Regions from separate parts of the Danio rerio genome. Here region 1 is linked to region 2. A link is a contact called in public HiChIP or PLAC-seq data. All regions are on one chromosome and are shown on one strand. Each heading gives the region's core, a stretch centred on a gene start, on an enhancer-like site or on the middle of the called end of the contact. The rest is flanking DNA. Distances are from core to core; before and after follow the strand shown. Region 1 holds the start of crebbpa (CREB binding protein a). Region 2 holds the start of b3galt10.1 (beta-1,3-galactosyltransferase 10, tandem duplicate 1).

Region 1 (2,854 bases), core at 252-2,751, 150 kb after region 2:
ATAACTTGCCTAATTTTCCTAACCTGCCTAATTAACCTAGTTTAGCCTTTAAATTTCACTTTTAGCTGTATAGAATTGTCTTAAAAAGTATCTGGTAAAATATTTACTGTCATCATGGCAAAGATAAAATAAATCAATGATTAGAAATGAGTTATTAAAACTATTTTGTTTAGAAATGTGTTGAAAAAATATTTTCTTTGTTAAACAGAAATTGGTGAAAATAATAAACGGGGGGGGGGGGGGGGGGGGGGGACTAATAATTCTGACCTCAACTGTATATGAAATAAAAAAATATATATAATTTTTTTACAATGCAAATCCATTTAGATCCACTTATTGGGTAAACAAAGCAAGTCTACCATATTATAACTCTACTAAAAGACAGAAAATAATACTTTACAAACTGTATTGTTAATAAATCATAAGAACATTTTTATATTAATCAATATTATTATTGAAATTAAATGAAAAAAATGAATAAGTATAAAATTGCACACATTCACACACAAACACACACACACACACACACACAAACTCAATAATGGGCTTAAAATCGGCGGAAATCTGTGGATTGCTGTGCGTGCAGATTCTGTGTGGGCCTAGCCATAACTCATTATTAGCAATTAATTACTTTTGTCGTACATTAGATGTTTTAGTGTCGTGTAAGTTCGATGTGAGGTCAAAAAAAATACATTTATATATTTATATATATACTTCAAAGCATACAAAAATATACTAATATGTTGTTTCCTATAACAGTTTAATTTATATATTTACAATTGATATAAAATTCTGTGGGCATCTTCTGCTTAAGACATATGCTGGACAAGTTGGTGGTTCATTCCGCTGTGGCAACCCCAGATTAATAAAGGGACTAAGCTGAAAAGAAAATGAATGAATTAATTCTGTTTCTGTTAGTGTATTTAACGTGACTTTAAATACATGTCAGAGAGCTTTTCAACCAGAGATGACCAAACTAGGGCCTGGGGACCAACGTTGGCCCATGGTGACCTTTGATTTGGCCCGCCATCTTATCTAAGAAGTAAGGGAGAGTGATGTTGATGGTTTTGAGATTGTCAATTCAAGTTTAATGTAACCTTTTTTATCCACTGTGTTATAAATGTGATTGTTTATGTTTTTTATTGCAATGAGTTATTTAAAAAGTTATACTGCATTAGTTAATACGATTTAAAATAATGTTTTCTATTTATTTTAAATATTATTAAATAAATCAGTAAATTATTCACGGCAACGTTAATGTAATATACAGTAGTTTGGTATATTTACCTTCAGGCCACGGCTCTCAATGATATTTGGCTTTTGGTTCTTCGTAGGATAAAGTTAGGGCATCCCTGTTTTCAAGCAGCTCATTCGTGGTCGTATACTGCCTCCAGTGGCCGCTCTGCGCGTTCACAACAGGTTTGACGTAGGGCGTGATTGCGCCGCGCGCTCCCCCTCCCCCTCGGCTCCGTCTATCTGGAAAAAGAAAAAAAAACTTTTTGTATCGAAGGAATCAACAGCCGCCATCTTGTCGCGGCTCGGAATCAGGATTTCGATAGAGCACTATTTTTTATTTTTGAACACGGAGCATTCAAATCGAGCTTTGACGACCCCGTTCAGCGGAAAATGACACCTTTATAACGGCGCGGAGGAATTTTTGGCGGAAAACCCTGGATTTAATCGGCGTGCGTCGGCCACAAAACCCTCGTATATCTGGTTTCCCCTTCAGAGCGGCGCTTGCGTCCGTATTTCGCTCCGAGCTGTTATTGTTTACCGGACGCTTTTGGAGGACAGGCAGCGCCGAGGAGACTATTTTGCAAAAATATCTCATTTTTATGCAACCGTGCATTTTCACAAGAAGCCAGAGGATTTTTGCACGGAAAAAATTGACGTCAGAAAATGGATCGTGTGCCGTTGCAAAATTAACGACGCTCAAGCGCGCAGACTCCTATGGTTATTTTATTTGGGATTTTGCGTTGAATTCGCGGAAAGGAGGCGTTTTCTCTCGGTAATATAACGATGATAATGTGGGTGTTGGGTGTTGGATTATCATGGGGTGAATGGTGGTGGCGACGCGGGGCGCTGTTGCTGCTTTTTTGAGAAAATCCTCCGCCGAGCCGCTCCACACTCCCCACGTCTTTCAAAAGTAAGGTAATATCTGTTTTTTTCCGACGAAAGGATCCTTCACTTTGCATTTTTGACCCACAACACTCAGCCAGAAGTTCACTTGAATCGCAATGGCTGAAAATGTGCTCGACGTCGGCCCTCCCAATGCGAAGCGGGCGAAGCTGACAGCACCTGCTCCAGACGCACCAGGTAAAGTCCAGCAGGCCTGATCCCAAAACCTGCAAAATAAGATCATAGTAAATTCTCTCTAAGCACTGTAACACACGCCATGTGCCTCGCAGCTGTCCGATGAGCCGAGAAACAGTTCAGTTAGTTGGTTTACTGCACCCCAAAATAAAGTTTCAGTCATCATTTGCTCACCCGCATGCTGTTCAAAACTAGTTTGAGACTAAAGGAGAAATGAACTTTAACGTCACTTTATTTTCAACAGTGAGAGTGTATTGCCACTCACATCATTCTTTATGAGATGTAACAATTTTCCTTTACTCCTGTGTAGTGTTTGTAGCGTAGTTGCTAATACAGTTAGCATGTCAAGAGTAGCATTGCTTTGCATCCGAAGTTTAGACAATGACGTTTGATTGACACGCACTTTGGAAAAGGTTGTGTCAAACTTGTGTGCATGTGAGTGTAGGTGAACTCCTCTAATGTCAGTTTTATAATGTATTGCATCATTCACGTCGTGAAAGCACATCTGACGTTATCCAGTAGAGCAGCACATGGAATCGAA
Region 2 (2,700 bases), core at 163-2,662:
TTTAACATTTTTAGATCAAATATTTTCTCAAACTTATCAGTGCTTCAGATCTCAGTGAAATGACTTGAATTATGGATTATGGCCACACATTTTATAGATCAATTTATTTTGAAACAAGTTAATGTTATAGAACAGGGGTGTCCAAACTCGGTACTGCAGGACCTGTGTTATAAAGAGTATCTTTGACCCTAATCAAACACCCCTGAACCAGCTAATCAAGCTCTATACTAGAGATTTCATGGCAGGTGTGTCGAAGCCAGTTAGAGCTAAACTGACACTGACTCTCCAGGACCGAGTTTGGACAACCCTGTTATAGAATAAGGAACACGCCTACAAACAACAACAGTAAAATAATATATTTCGATTATAAAACGATGGAAAAAATACTGACTAATTTGAAGACTAAGAAATCGTGATTCATAGCTGTATCATTCATTTTATTTGCATAAACTATTGTTATGGCCATATATGGCCAAATATCCATTATTTAAATCATTAAAATCACGCTAATAAAGGGTGAAAGAAATAGCCTAATGACTTTTGACAGGAAAGTTGCAATTGATAGGCACATATAAAGACGAAACCGTTTAGGTTAGTGAATTTGATTATTTCCTCACCTCAGATGTTAAAAATAGCGATGTAATATTACACGTTAATACACGTTTCACTTACAGGACATGTGACATTATCCGCTGACTAATAGAAAGCATCTTGGTTTAAATTCGCTGAGGTGTTTTTCACACGCTGATTATATACAGTGGATCTTTTTTTTTTTTTTTTGCTAATAGAGCATGTATGCTAAATAATTTAGTGAACACATCACTGTCATAAACTTTGGACAAAATAACGTTTTGAAGAGCTTTTTGACCAAGGTTTCATTCACATTAAATCAATCAAATCATACGTTATACTATACATTAGCATGAGCAGCACTTTACTTAAAGGGACAGTTCGCCCATATATAATTTACACAATCTTTACTAGTTTCAAATCTTCATAAGTTTCTTCTGGTGAACACAAAGGAAGATATTTTGAAGAAAGCTTCACATATTTAACCACTGACTTCCATAGTATCGCCTTTGTTGTCCTCATAAAAAACTCATAAAAGTTTGAAATCATATTGGTGGATTATGCATTAATAGGCTATGTAAATTACATTCAAAATTAAGTATAATAGTATTAGATACAAGTACATGCTTTTGTAGTTTATACAGTGTATTCAGCATATGCATACTGTACATTTAGTAGTTTACCATATCATTAAATTATAATAGAACAATCAGATACACATATGTTCACACGTTTCTACTTTTAATAAAAGACAAATAAGTGTCAACTCACCTCTTCCAGCCATTTCTGAAAAGTCTCCACTCCATGTCTTGGTGTATGTGTGTGTGCATCTGGATTCAGGCCAATGGTCCTTTTAGCTGAACACCTGGGACTTAAAGCTGCCTTAGTGTTACAGTTGTCCCACCTCCTCCCACCTCATACAGGTGTTCACTATAGATGGGGGGCTGGGATGGTGGAGTTCTATAATGGCCATTTCCAAAAACTCCACAATTTTACCATAAATGGTTAATGCAAATCAGTCAATGTTCATATGCAAACTCTGCTTCAGGTGATTGATGTGTTTAACCCTCAGGTTAAATTAAACATAAGCTTTAAAAACCCCTTTGGAATAAAATAACACACTTCACAGTTATGTCATTGCACTCTTTATTAGACTGATGCGTCATAGTCACCTATTTCATAAATTTCATTCCAGTCACATTGACAGACGTCTTGTGTTATGGTAAGAGACATTAGCATTAGCTAAGATTCATGAGGCATTAGCCTCAACGTCAAGAAAGTGTAAAAAGAAAAAAGAAGACTGAAGTAAATCTGGTAAAATATACATACATGAACTGACAATATACATCCCAATGTATTTCATACATTGTATTTCGTCAATAATGACATAACAATAGAAGGCACTTGGTACTGGTAAAAATATGTTCGATAAAATATTCTGTGCAAATATATTTCATTAAAACACTTGTGCTGGCCCAGACAGGCCGTAGTCTTAGCATTTATCTCCACTGTGTATGGCAAATATAAAATCAGAGCTATACAACATTACATACAGGACTCCCGGTGCAAAACCAGGCTCCGGTTTTACATTTAACTGAGAAAGCATCCATGCATCAAGGTTAATGTCACAGAACATAATAATGAATAACAAACAGCGGAGTCCAAGTGGACTCATGTCATCATATGACACAGTTTTGACACAGTCAATGTCTCGTCTTCAAAAATGTACATGACGTAGCAAATTTGCACCATTAAATGGCTAATAATAATAAAAGTTCAAGCTGATGATTACTTAAAGCAATCAAGGTGCACGTCTACACAGACAAAAGTATTACTTAAATGACCCAAATATGTTACTTCTTGATAAACAGTGCTATTAAAACTTGCACACAAGCAAGTCTTAAACACATTACAATAGAGGCCATGTGGGTTATGAGTTTTTCATATTATTTTCATTTAAAAAAATCTTTTTAGAAGCTCATTTTACTCCATTTACTTATATCTATATCAAAAGATGATGTATCCTTTTCGTATTGCATCCTGTTCTCTTTGTTTGACCACTGTGGGTCAAATTTCCAAGCCAATGCAGCTGTCATTACACACCACGAGACTAATTTAAACAAACAAAGG

The links. HiChIP or PLAC-seq counts read pairs in DNA pulled down with a chosen protein or histone mark.
Region 1: an H3K4me3 HiChIP or PLAC-seq map of gastrula embryo shows a contact between it and region 2, with 4 times the contacts expected there. The contact joins the promoter of crebbpa here to the promoter of b3galt10.1 in region 2. A contact is called at or near these places in 3 of 18 Hi-C or Micro-C datasets (caudal fin, fibroblasts and an unstated tissue) and 2 of 4 datasets of contacts at active chromatin or transcription factors (embryo and gastrula embryo).

What each region holds. Positions count from the first base shown.
Region 1 is chr22:27,418,087-27,420,940 of GRCz12tu, forward strand. crebbpa (CREB binding protein a) reads left to right here and starts at 1,502. Exons shown (of 30, transcript XM_005161771.6): 1 at 1,502-2,316. The coding sequence starts at 2,238. It overlaps LOC141380291 (a long non-coding RNA gene), which reads right to left and starts at 2,182. Exons shown (of 4, transcript XR_012398065.1): 1 at 1,288-2,182.
Region 2 is chr22:27,267,655-27,270,354 of GRCz12tu, forward strand. b3galt10.1 (beta-1,3-galactosyltransferase 10, tandem duplicate 1) reads right to left here and starts at 1,413. Exons shown (of 2, transcript NM_001128799.1): 1 at 1,342-1,413. The coding sequence starts at 1,376. It overlaps glis2a (GLIS family zinc finger 2a), which reads right to left. Exons shown (of 7, transcript XM_073937743.1): 7 at 1,703-2,700.